Linked DNA regions of Sus scrofa: region 1 is linked to region 2. Evidence: chromatin contacts called from public Hi-C data. All regions are on one chromosome and are shown on one strand. The core of a region is the stretch at or near the end of the contact, and the rest is flanking DNA. Distances in the headings are between cores, read along the strand shown.

Region 1 (6,208 bases), core at 2,896-5,395, 130 kb before region 2:
AACTGCACAGGTTTGGGACAGGAAGGACAGTGGCAGGCAGGGCAGGCATTCAGGTGCCCCCTCCTCAGGGGCTTCATCCTTTGCTACCCCTTCTGGGTTGGAGGCCCTTGTGTCCCTGTGTGGGCAGGTCCTCCTGCAGGGCTAGCACTTGGGGGTCTCCACGAACAGGAACTGCAGAAGATGCATCTGGGGTACAGAAGTAGCCCCCCCTAGGAGGCCCCCTTCCTCAAAGAAGTCTCCAGAGGAGCCCCCTACCCCCTGAGGCTGGCCCAGAGCTGGAGAAGTGTTGTGAAGGCATCTGTCTGCCCTCAGGGTGGCCGCCATGGTGGCTGGCCCGGTGTGGGTGTCTCTGTGTGCCATGACTGGGTGTCTGTTTCTGCAGTCACTGGGTGCTTGTTCTGTGGGGTTAGGGGTGTGGGGGTGGGGGCATGGCCTGTGGCTGGGCAAGTACGTGAGGCTGGGCACGAACAGCCTCACCTACCAGTCCGACTCCTGCCAGGTACAACCAGCTGCTACGGCTGCCCGCCATCCGCCTCCTCCCTTCCCTGGGCATGGCCAGGCCGAGGGGCAAATGACTTGGCGGGCCCCTCCCCTCATTTGGACCCACTGGGGCTGGGCCGGCTCACCTGGGGCACAGGCAGGGCTCCCAGTGGGGTGGTGCTCTGCCAACTCCCCTCCCTTACTCCTCACCAGGGGGCTGGGGGGTGCGGCAAGGGAGGGGGCAGGGGAGAGATAGGGCCTCCTCTCCTTTCCCAGACGGTGGATGGGGAGCACGGGGCCGAGGGGGCTGAAGGAAGGGGGAGTTTCTCTGTTGAGGGCCAGGAAATGATTTCCATGCAAATCAGATGCAAACTCCCTAATGAATTTGCAATTAGGAACCGCGGCTGCCAGGCCCGGGCAGCGTCTGCGGGATTTATGAATGGGCCCGCGTGGGGCGGGGTGTGGGGGGCGGCGCGCCGGCCCGCCCCCACGTTTCCCTGCCGCTGCGCCCGCGACATGCCGCGCCGCACGTTGCTGCCTCCCGGCCCCGCCGCGACCTGGCTGGCGGCCAAGCGGGTCAGCTGCTTCGGGACGGGGCGCGGGAGGCTGCCGGCCAGAGTCCCCCCCCGCGCCGCCGGCCCGAGACACGCCCCCTGGGGCCTCGCGGGGGGTCTACCCTCCGGCGTCCCTTTCCCAGGTCATCCCAATGGTTTCCCGAAGCAAGAGGCAGCCCTGGGAGGGCCCTTAGGATGGGCAGCCCTGGGAGGTCACGGAGCGCAGGAGGGGGATGGGCCCCTAACTTGGCCGGGTGGGTGGGCGGGGATTGGTGGTTGGGACAATGGCTTTGGGAGGCAGGGATGTATGAGGAGAGGAGCGGAGAAGACCCCCCTGCACGTCCCCAGTCCTCACGCCAGCTCCCACCTGCCTCACCTCAACAGGCACGGGCTTTTTTTCCTGCAGGGCCACCCCAGTCTGCTCTGGGCCTTGCTCTGACCCGGCCAAAGAGTGGGTGTCCCAAGGTGGGTGGGTTCACTTAGGTCAGCTCTGGTCTGGAAAGACTCACCCGTTTGAGAGTCTGAGCCCTATTAGGCCATAGGCTCGATCCCCTCCCTTCCCCCATGGCTTTCAGAGTAAATTAACCAATTACCTCTAATTAAAGCACCATGCTTTCTGTTCCCTCCTGGGCCTCCGTGCCCGCCCCCTGGGAGTCCTCTTCACCCTGGCTGGTCTGGAAGGGAGCCTGGCCAATAAGGTGGAAGTCAGTGAATCAATGAGTAGAGCCGAGGGAGGTGGGAAGAGGAAGCCCCAGAGCCATTTACTTCTGGGAGTGGTCTTGGCCTTCAGCCCCCCTGCCTTCCTTAGCGTCTGAGCCCTTGTGGGGCCTCGGAAGGCTGGGAGCAGGGTCCGTGCAGATGCTAAGGCCCCAAGGGCGACTCTCTTAAGCTGGAGACTTGAGGGGCAGGTTCTAGTAGCTTGGTGGCACCTGCTGTTCCCTTATCCAACAGACTGGGAGAGACTCTGGATGCCTGGGGTGGGGGTGGGTTGGGGGGGTCCACCCAGCCTCTCCTCTCTCTAACCCAGCTCCTCCTGCTGCAGCGAGAACCCCTTCATTCTTTTCCTTCCGCCCTGCGTGGCCCTGAGGCCCAGGCCCCAGCGTTAGCATGGCCTGCAACGCCCCGATACCGCCCTGGCACCACCTGGCCCCGCGTGTGAGACGTGATGGGGAGGTTGCCTGGTGGCCAGAGGCCGGGTGATGGGCTGTTGACCTGGGTCTCACCTCTTGGCAAGCTGGCCTTTCCTGAGACAGGGCAGTACTACACCAGGCTGTGACTCAGGCCTGTACCCCACCTCGAGCCCTGCCAAGCTTGAGATCTGTGTATGTGGGGTGGGGGTGGATTTGTCAATTGCAAACTCCTCTGGTGGGTCACCTTGTCTCCCAGTCCTGAGGAAGCCAGGCCATGAATAGAAGGTTCAGGGCTTCCGGCCCCAGCTGTTTCTCCCAGCCCACCACCCCAACAGAGGCTGGCGGTTTGGGACAAGGGACGGCCCCCTGGCAGGGCACAGCAGCTGTCAGAATCCGAGGGAGTGTGAGCCATCGGGGCAGGGGCAGGGACTCCTGGACCCAGGCAGGGCTATCCCTGGGTGTCCTGAGCCCCCATCTTCCAGCTTGGTTGCCTTCCCCTGTCCCTGAAAGCTGGCTCAAAACTCTTCAGCATGTCTCCCTTACTTGGGGCCAGCCCAGCCACCACTCTTCCTTGGCTCCTGGTTTTCATTTGTTTCTCTGAGTTTTTGTCCCCTTTTCCAGATCCATGAGTGCAGCAGCAAATGCAAATACATTTCCATCAGTTCCCAGTGGCCAGCAGAGGGCGCCTCCCAAAAGCCGGAGGTACCGGGGAGGGAGCGAATCCGCTTCCCTGGATCGAGGCACTGTGCAAAACCCAGGCTCATGGGTCCGATTGTGTGAAAGGAAACTGACCCAGGACGCCTTTCTTCCTGGCGATCTAGACTTAACCTGTCAGCAGAGGGCTAGAGATTGGACCACATGTTGAACCCAGGTGGCTGCCTTGGACGTGAACCCAGGTGGCCCCTGGAGGGCAGAGGATGAAGGCGCTGCCCCCTCCCAGCAGCCCAAATGAGGACGGGGCACTGGAGGTCGCCAGCTTTCCTCCCCTGACCCTGAGAGAAGTGTTGGGAGGGGCTGTATAGAATAGCTGGTGTCCCACCCTGTGGGAGGAGCTGCTGTGGACATCTGGGCCACATCTGGATTCCTGGCAGCACCGGGGGGCTGGTCTGTCTGGGATCTTCCAGAGATATATCATCCATCCTTTGGTGGCTTCTAATCACTGCATTCTTGGGGAGCTCTTTACACACAGGTGTATAGGACACAGCCCCGTAAGGCCAGTGAATTCATGCCAGTCCAGGGGGGATCCTCCTAATATTCAGTCCTTTGGACATAGAGCAGCCTGTTCTTCGGGGCCATCAGACCTTTCTGCCGCCCTCTTCGAGTGCGTGTATGAGACGCTGGGCTTACCCCTGTGGAAACCCTGGGAAATAGACTCCAGCGTCCATCCTGTCCATCTCCCTTCCTCCGGGAGGGTGGTAAGAGAGAGGAGGATGAGGCTACAGTACCTCTTAGGGACCCCACCCCATGAAAGGCGGAATGGAGAAGCACTGGCTGTGGGTCATCTCACTCACACAAAAGCCTGGGAATGGTACTGGAAGGGGAAGAGGGGAGCGGGGACAGCAGGAGTGGTTCTTTCTTGGGTTTGGGTTTTGGGTTTTGGGGGAAAGGACAACACGGAGAAAAACCCTCTTGGTCGGCTAGGTTCCGAGACGTCCAGGGAGGGAACAGGGGGCTGGCCGGAATGGCCTTGAAGTAGGGAGCGACGGCGAGGGGGGGAGGGGGAGAGCGTGGCGCCCACCCAGGGTCCCCTCGCAGCCCCTCTCCCCCAGCCCTCGGCGTCCCGTCCCGCCACGGCCCCTCCTCCAGACCTGGGCGCCGCCTCCCCCTCCCCTCCTCCTCCCCCTCCCACCCGGCGCTGCAGCTGCTGCCGACGGACCATTCTGCACGTAGCGAATGGAGGAGACGCACAAGGGAGGCCTCAAGTGCGCGCGCGCGGGAGCCGGAGCCGCACGGGCGGGGGAGCGGCTGCGGGTGCGCGTGCGCGTGCGGCGCCGGCCCGGAGCGCGCGCGCCGGTCCCTGGAGCGCGCGGCTCCTCTGCGCGCGGTGGATGGGGATGCTCGGTGGTGGGGTACCCTCCGCTCCGGGTCATCCTCTGCATTCTGTCCGCCTTCCAGCAAACCCTACCTCTCCCCAGGCCCCTTTTCATCATCCACTCCAACGGCACGGACCTTCGCGCGCAGTAGGCGCTTCACGGTAGCTGGGTGCTGAAATGAATTGATTCTCTAGCCCTCTTCATCCCCTGGGTCATTGTTTGACAGTTGGCTGGGTCCTGGGCTGGGGGTCACAGACGGCTGAAAACTCTGGTCCCTTGGGGACTAGATTCACAACTCTATAGTTCCACCTTTGCCCCAGGAGCTCTCAGCTGTACCAGAATCCAGGGCAGGCCATACGAGGCCTCTAGAGGCCCTTGACAGATGGCTGTCAAGGACAAACAAATGAGTTCTTTGACCTCTATCCCTGTCACCTCTTCCCTCTGTATGTCACCTGTACAACTCCCACTCCCTGCGGCATCCAGGAGAGGACTGGGCTCTGCCCACACTGCTGGCAAAGGTGTGGTATGGTGAACACAGTCTGTGGGGAGAGGACATGCCAGCCTGTGACAGGCAGTGCTCATCTTGGAAGTGATCTCCTAATTCCCCAGGCACCCTCCCCACTTTCTGAGCTCCTGACCCTGGAAGCTGGTAAATGGGTGGCCTGGAGGCTGCCCCTTCCTTCCCTAGTTGGCATAGGCTGGCACCTCACTCCACCCTCCCTGCCCCTCAGAGGCATGGGATGAGGCCTCTCTGTGCTGCTCCGGCCTTGGGCAAGGCAGGTGCAGGCCCTTGCAAAGGTTGTTTTTTTTTTTTTTTTTAGGGCCGCACCCATGGCATATGGAAGTTCCCAGGCTGGAGGTGGAATCAGAATTGCAGCTGCTGGCACAGCCACAGCCACAGCAATGCCAGATCCAAGGCACATTTGTGACCTATGCCACAGCTTGCGGCAACGCCAGATCCTTAACCCACTGAGCGAGGTCAGGGATGAAACCCACATCTTCATGGATACTAGTCAGGTTCTTAACCTGATGAGCCACAATGGGAACTCCTCAAATGGGGGGTTTGAATAGGACTGGCCACCTGTTGGACCTCCTGTTAGAGGGGATGAGTTGAAGGGGACTGGCTGGTGGCATGTGGGGTGAAGGTGGCTGAGGGTTTTTTCTCACATGTTAACTTGACCTTGCTCAAATTTTCTCATTGAGCCTCAGTTTCCCGTCTAAGGGGAGCACAGCTTTCACCTAGTGGAGCTGTTGAGGATTAATGTGGAGTCTGCATATAACATGCTTCACGTGTTGGAGGCAGGTGCTTTGTAAGAGCTAAATCTTTTTTTTTTTTTTAAATTATTGTGTGTGGACTGTCTGGAAGGCTGGGGACATTTCCTTCAGCTATGTTTCCAGAGAGAGTGAATACATATTCCAGATCTCCTTGGAATTTGGAGGTGGGTTTTGCGAAAACTACAGAGAAACCAGTAATATGTCATACTTCTGTCATCTTCTAAGAATGAACCATTTCATGCTAGTTTTCCAGACATTCATATCTGAGACCTTAAAAAGAGATATTTGGGATGGAAATCACTAGTGGATATTACACACTTTCCTGCCTTCTTAATCAGAGGTTATAGAACATGTGAGTTCTTATGACTCAGAGCTGTGGTTGCAAGTGTCCATCATGATCCCTGGTTGTAATACAGAGAAAATCCCAAGTCTTGTTTCACCCTACACTAAAGGCTTATTCTATGATGGCTATATTTTCGTAGTTCTTATATCTATTTTTTTTTTTTGTCTTTTTGCTATTTTTTGGGCCGCTCCAGCGGCATATGGAGGTTCCCAGGCTAGGGGTCCAATCGGAGCTGTAGCCACTGGCCTACGCCAGAGGCACAGCAATGCAGGATCCGAGCCGCGTCTGCAACCTACACCACAGCTTACGGCAACGCCGGATCCTTAACCCACTGAGCAAGGCAGGGACCGAACCCGCAACTCATGGTTCCTAGTCGGATTCGTTAACCACTGC
Region 2 (6,610 bases), core at 2,771-5,270:
CACTAGTTTTTTGTATTTTTAAAATTCTCTATATAAGTGACATCATAGCATGTTTGTCTTGCTCTGTCTGACTTATTTCACTTAGTGTAATACCCTCCAAATTCATCCATGTTGTTGCAATTGGCAAAATTTCATTCTTTTTAATGGCCGAGTAGTATTCCATTATGTGTGTATGTGTATAAAACATCTTATTTACTCATTCATCTACTGATGGGCATTTACGTTACATCCATAGCTTGGCACCCGTAAATAATGCTCTACGAAAATTGGGGTTCGTGTATCTTTTCAAATTGAGTTTTCAGGTTTTTTTTGGATATGTATCAAGGAATGGAATTTCTGGGACATGTCGTAGTCTTAGTTTTCTGAGAAACTTCCTTACTGTTTTCCACAGTGGCTGCACCAATTTTCATTCCCTTTGTACTAGGGTTCCCTTTTTCTCCACGTCCTCACCAGCACTTCCTATTTGTGTTCTTTTTCAGGTATGAGGTGATATCTCATTGTGGTTTTAATTTCCATTTCTCTGACGATTAATGATGTTGAGTATCTTTTCATGTGCCTGTTGGCCATCTGAATGTCCTCTTTGGAAAAATGTCTATTCAGGTCTTCCGCCCATTTTTTAACTGGGTGTTTTTTTTTTTTTTTTTTTTATGTTGAACTATATAAGCTGTTTATATATTTTGGATGTTAACCTCTTATTGGTCATAAGATTTGCAAACATTTTCTCCTGTTCAGTAAGATGTCTTTCTTACTATTGTGGAATTCTCTATTTCCCCCTTCTGTTTTTTGTTTAGTGTATTTTGGGGCTCAGTTGGTATGTGTTTATTATATCATTTTGATGCATGTGTTTATTATATGTGCTTATTATGTGTTTATTATATCATTTTGATGCATGTGTTTATTATATGTGCTTATTATGTGTTTATTATATCATTTTGATGAATTGACCCATTCATCATTACAAGTCTCTGTCTTTAGTATGTTTTATTGTCTTAAAATCTATTTTATTTAATATTGATATAGACACTCGACTTATATGATGCTGTTTGCATGCTATATATATTTTCATTCTTTTGCTTGCAACCTATTTGTGTTTATGGATCCAAAATATCTCTTGTAGGAAGTGTTTAAATGAATCTGGTTTTTTTAAAATCTGGTCTGATAATGTTTAGGTCATGCACATTTAATCTAGTTACTGATATGCTTGGATTTCTCTCTGCAATTTTGTTATTTTTTTTCTATATGTTTCACGTCTTCTTTGGTTGTTGTGCTTCTGGTCTTCCTTTATTGTCTTCTTTTGTGGTAAATAAATTTTTCTCCAATGTCCAATTCCTTTGTTGTTGTTTCTTTATTGAATATTTGAATTATTAATCTCAGTTTTTCCAGAGATTATAATAGGTAACTTATCACAATATACATCAGTTTAACACTAATTCAATTCCAGTGAACCATCAAAACTTTGCTCCAATATAACTTAATTCCCTCTCTTACCCTTTATGCTATTATTATCACATATGTTGCATCCATATATGTTATAAATCAATGTGTTATAATTATTGTTTTATATGATCGTATGTCTTTTAAAAAACTTCTGAAAAGAAAGGAGAACAATACATTTATAGAATGTTTTATATTAACCCACATATTTATCATGTCTGGTCCTCTTCATTTTTTTCTGTGGATGGAGGTTATTGTCTGACATCCTTCTCTTTCCAGTATAATTCGATTCCCTCTTTACTTTATGAACCCAACAGTTGTTTTTTAAATCAGTTGAGAGGATAAAAAAGAAATGCATATTTGTAGTGTCTTTGTATTTGCCTATATGATGGCATTTTTTGGTGTTCTTTATTTCTTTTTTTTTTTTTTTTTTTTGGTCTTTTTGCTATTTCTTTGGGCCGCTCCCTCGGCATATGGAGGTTCCCAGGCTAGGGGTCCAATCGGAGCTGTAGCCACCGGCCTACACCACAGCCACAGCAACGCGGGATCTGAGCCGAGTCTGCGACCCTACACCACAGCTCACAGCAACGCCAGATGGTCAAACCACTGAGCAAGGGCAGGGACCAAACCTGCAACCTCATGGTTCCTAGTCGGATTCATTAACCACTGCGCCACGACGGGATCTCCCTTTATTTCTTCATATGGATTCAAGTTACTGTCTGGTGTCATTTCTTTTTACCCTGAAGGACTTCAGGTATTTTTTATAAGGCATGCCTGTTAGCAACAAATTCCCACTCTTTGTCTGGGAGTTTCTTATTTCACCTTCATTTTTGAAGGATACTTTTATTGGACAGACTTCTTCACTGACAGGATTTTTTTTCTTTCAGCACTTTGTCTTTTTTTTTTTTTTTTTGCCTTTTCTAGGGCCACTTCCTGCGGCACATGGAGGTTCCCAGGCTGAGGGTCTAATCGGATCTGTAGCTGCCAGCCTACACCAGAGCCACAGCAACGTGGGATCCGAGCCGCGTCTGCAACCTACACCACAGCTCACAGCAATGCCAGATCCTTAACCCACTGAGCAAGGCCAGGGATCGAACCTGCAACCTCATGGTTCTTAGTCGGATTTGTTAACCCCTGCGCCACGACAGGAACTCCCTCTTTCAGCACTTTGAGTATGCCATCTCCCTCCTTTTGGTCTCTATTCTTTTACTGGCACAAAATCAGCTGTTAATTTTATTGTGGTTCCCTTGTATGATGTATCTTTTTCCTCTTGCTACTTTCAGGATTTTCTCTGCTTCTGTCTTTCAACAGTTTCAGTGTGATGCCTATGGATCTTTTTTTATTACTGCCACTTGAGCTGTGTTTGAATGTGTAAAATAATATTTTTCACCAACTTTGGGAATTTGGGAACCATTATTTCCTCAAATATTTTTCTGCCTTTCTCTCCTCTTCTCCAGAACGCCATTAAGTGCACATTTTATGTTCAGTGATGTTCTGCAGGTATCTGAGCCTCTGTTAATTTTTCTTTATTCTTTGTTTCTTTCTGTTCTTTAGACTGAATAATCTCTGTTGCTCTATTGCCGATTCTTTAATCTCCCAGCTCAAAAGATGCTACTGAAACCCTCTAGTGAATTTTTATTTCAGCTATTTTACTTTTCAACTCCAGAATTTCTTTATGTATATATTTTGTCTCTTTATTGATATTGTGTGTGTGTGTGTATGTGTATATATTGGTCAGAAATTGTGCTTAAATACCTTGATCCATTTAGGATCCAAGGCGTCTGTGTACAGGTTGGGGAACACATTCAAGATTTAGGCAGTTTATGGAGTTCCCATCGTGGCTCAGTGGTTGGTGAATCCGACTAGGAACCATGAGGTTGCAGGTTCAATCCCTGGCCTTCCTCAGTGGGTTAAGGATCTGGCGTTGCCGTGAGCTGTGGTGTAGGTTACAGACGCGGCTCGGATCCCGCGTTGCTATGGCTCTGGCGTAGGCCAGCGGCTACAGCTCCGATTAGACCCGTAGTCTGGGGATGTCCATATGCCGCAGGAGCAGCCCTAGAAATGGCAAAAAGCCAAAAAGAAAAAAAAAAAAAAAAAAGAAGATTTAGGCAGTTTAGGAGTTCCCGTGGTGGCTCAGTGGGTTAAGGATTCAGCGAGGCCGTGAGCTGTGGTGGAGGTTGCAGACGTGGCTCGGATCCCGCGTGGCTGTGGCTGTGGTGTAGGCTGGTAGCTGTTAGCTCTGATTCAACTCCTAGCCTGGGAACCTCCACCTGCCGTGGGTATGGACCTAAAAAAGCAAAAAGAAGAAAAAGAAAAAAATTAGGCAGTTCACCTATCTGTCTCAACTCTTACTCCCTGTGTGTTTAGCCAGGGATGGGCAGATAGCTGAAGCCCCCTCCAGTCTCCTCTTAGGGTTCATGCAACTTCCCACAACCCTAGAGATGCATGGGAGCTTATCTAGGCTCCCTATAGCTTTCTTGTTCCTGGATATCCCTGTGAAATGTTTTGTAGTTCTGCTGATTTGTCACTTGCCCCAACTAGTATGCTACCTCAGGCCAGCTGTGTCATTGGCCTTAACAGACGTAATTAGAAAGAAATAGACTTTAGCTGAGCACATGCTCTGATCATATTTCTTGATAAGGGTGCACAGTGCAATAAATGTGGCAATGGCTGGTCTACTTTTGGGCATCTCTACCTGGTCTGCCCTGGCTGGGGGCTCCGTCTGGATGGTGAGCTCTGGATCGGGCATCCCTTGGGTGGGGTCTAGGGGACACCTGAGAAGAGCTGTTGCAGCAACTGGATTCTCTGGAAGGCATCTCAGGGGCCAGTGGTGGTCATCCAAGGTAGTTGAACTTGACTCCCTAGGACAGCCGGCCATGCAGGGATGCAGGCCTGGCTGCTCTGTCAGCAGGCCTGGGGTGGGGAGCCAGGTGCCCTCCATGCTGGCTTCCAGCCATCAGAAGCCTGCCAGGCACTCAGGAAGGAGATCTAGCAGAGCCAAGAGAACGTTCAATTCTCTCAGGTCAGGGCTGCCAGCAAGGTGGGGGTGGGTCACCCTGGAAGCGACTGGCTCCTGCCCCAGATGCCCAGGCTGGAGAGGGCTGGGACCTGCGGCCTCCTTGGGCCCCCGGGTACTTACTTAGAAGACAAGGAGTCAGAGAACAGTCCCTCCCCCTGGGTACTGCCCCGTCCTTGGGGTGGGCACGTAGAGAGGCCTGTGCCCATGAGCTGAAGGTCAGTATGCAAGCACTGCGGGTGGGAGGGGTGGAGGGAAGAGGGGAAAGCTGGGCTGACAGTCACGTAGGCTGATGTCATTGGTCACTCCACCTCCCCGAAGTATCACTTTCCTCATGGCCAAGCCCACAGCTGAGTTCAGGGGGCAGTCACGTCCCATCCCTGGCTCTTAGGCTGCTCGCTGCACTGACTCTCGGGCTGCTGAGGTCAGGATGCCACTGTGTAGCCTCACTCAGCCCCAAAGGTGGGGAAGGGGAGCCTATGACGTGGTGGGCGTGGCAGGGACAGGTGCCCGGGGTCTAGGAGGGACTGGGCTGCTGAGAAGGTGTCCCGGGGTCCCTCGGGGGTGAAGGTGGGTTTACATCACAGGTGAGCAGCGCCGCAGTTCAGGAACTCTCAGTCTGAATGGGGAGATGCCCCCTGCCTGCAGGCAGCTCCCAGTCTGAGGGCGATGACAGAGCCCTCGCCCTTAGGGAGTTTCCAGTCTGATGGGAGAGATGGTCCCTGTTCTCGGGGAGCCCCTGACTGTGATGGAGGAGACGGTCCCCGCTGACAGAGACAGCAGCCGTGTCTGAGCTAAGCATGGTGGTGGCTGGGATTGGAACCCCCTTCCCTGTTCTCTCCTCTAGTGTAAGGCTCCCAGGTCACCCAGAGCAGCTCCTTTGGAGGATCTGTTGCCCAGACACGGGGAGGACCCGGCAGGTGCCCTGCATGTGACGGGCCACATGCGATAGGGAGGGGCTGCCAGAGCCTAAGTGCAGACAGACAGCGGCGTCCCCGTGTCTGAGCGCGTCCTTGGGGCTGGGTCCAGCAGAGGGAGCTGGCAGCCAGCGGGAGCTAAGCAAGCCAGCCCTGACCCCAGAGATGGCCTTGAGGCGCTCCTGCTGCCCACCCAGGGTGAGGGACTCACCCTACAGCTGAGCCAGAGTGTCGGCAGCTTATGTGGGGGCCCAGGCCTCCTCAGCCCACCCCAGCACCCAGGCCTGCCCTGCAGGGACCCCTCGGCAGAACCCCAAATTCCACACTTCCCCCTGGGCTTGTGGAGTCCATTCCACAATCCCCGGGACAGGTGGAAAGACAGGGGTCAGAGCTCTGGGTGTGAGTTCTGCTCCCTCTTTTACTAGTTCTGTGACTCTGGGCAGGTTCTAGCATCACTCTGGGCCTCAGTTTCTTCATCTGTAAAATGGGCTGCTGTGGAGGGAAAAATGCATGGAACGTGCCTGGCACAGAGTGGCTGCCAGGTAGGCAGCTTCCCTTCTCCTCACTGCATTCCTCTCTGCTTCACACAGGGGCACCTCCTCAAGCTGAGGCCAAAAGGCTGAGGGGAAAGCCAGCCAAGGTCAGGTGGCGCTAACCAGGGTGGGCTTCCTTTAGAGATGAGATGTGAGTTGGGTCTAGGGAGATGCTTGCTCTCAGCCCCTAACACAGACACGCCAAGCTGCCACCAGAATGAAGTGGCACTGAGGGCACAAGGGGCAGGACCCCATCGGCTCTTCCCTTAGCACCATTCCACTCCTGTGCCCCCGGCTGCAGGTCAGCTCTTAGCAGGACTTGCTGGACTCTTGCCACCCCAACGGTGCTGAGGTCTCTTTGGGGCATGTTGCTCTCTGGGTGTCCCCTCCCTTTCTTGCTCAACAGATTTACTGAGTACTCACTATGTGCCAAGCCCTCTTCCAGGCCCAAGAGAGACAGCCATGAGCCAAAGCGACAGAGGCCCTTCGGCTACAGCTCCGATGAGACCCCTAGCCTGGGAACTTCCATATGCCGTGTGTGCGGCCCTAGAAAAGACAAAAAGACAAAAAACAAAACAAAGCAAAACAAAAAGTGACAGAGGCCCTTGACCTCATGGAGCTGGCATTCTAGTGGAGGGCGAAAACCTGGAACAAAAGAAATATCTTAGAAGGTGGTAAGTCCTCTGAAGGAGAATGAAGAGGGAGGACGG

Evidence for each region. Hi-C and Micro-C count contacts between places; a contact is called where the count stands out from the background.
Region 1: a contact with region 2 is called in a Hi-C map of heart right ventricle, with 14 times the contacts expected there. The contact joins two enhancer-like sites. A contact is called at or near these places in 2 of 47 Hi-C or Micro-C datasets (heart right ventricle and psoas muscle) and 2 of 2 datasets of contacts at active chromatin or transcription factors (alveolar macrophages and skeletal muscle).

Annotation. Positions count from the first base shown.
Region 1 is chr7:39,077,113-39,083,320 of Sscrofa11.1, reverse strand. No RefSeq gene overlaps it. Among named protein-coding and RNA genes, the nearest start is that of TMEM63B, 57 kb to the left of the region's middle. Within about 2 kb of position 4,145, at least 37 of the 83 cell types and tissues checked have an H3K27ac peak or open chromatin away from gene starts, as enhancers often do.
Region 2 is chr7:38,946,116-38,952,725 of Sscrofa11.1, reverse strand. No RefSeq gene overlaps it. Among named protein-coding and RNA genes, the nearest start is that of C7H6orf223, 44 kb to the left of the region's middle. Within about 2 kb of position 4,020, at least 8 of the 83 cell types and tissues checked have an H3K27ac peak or open chromatin away from gene starts, as enhancers often do.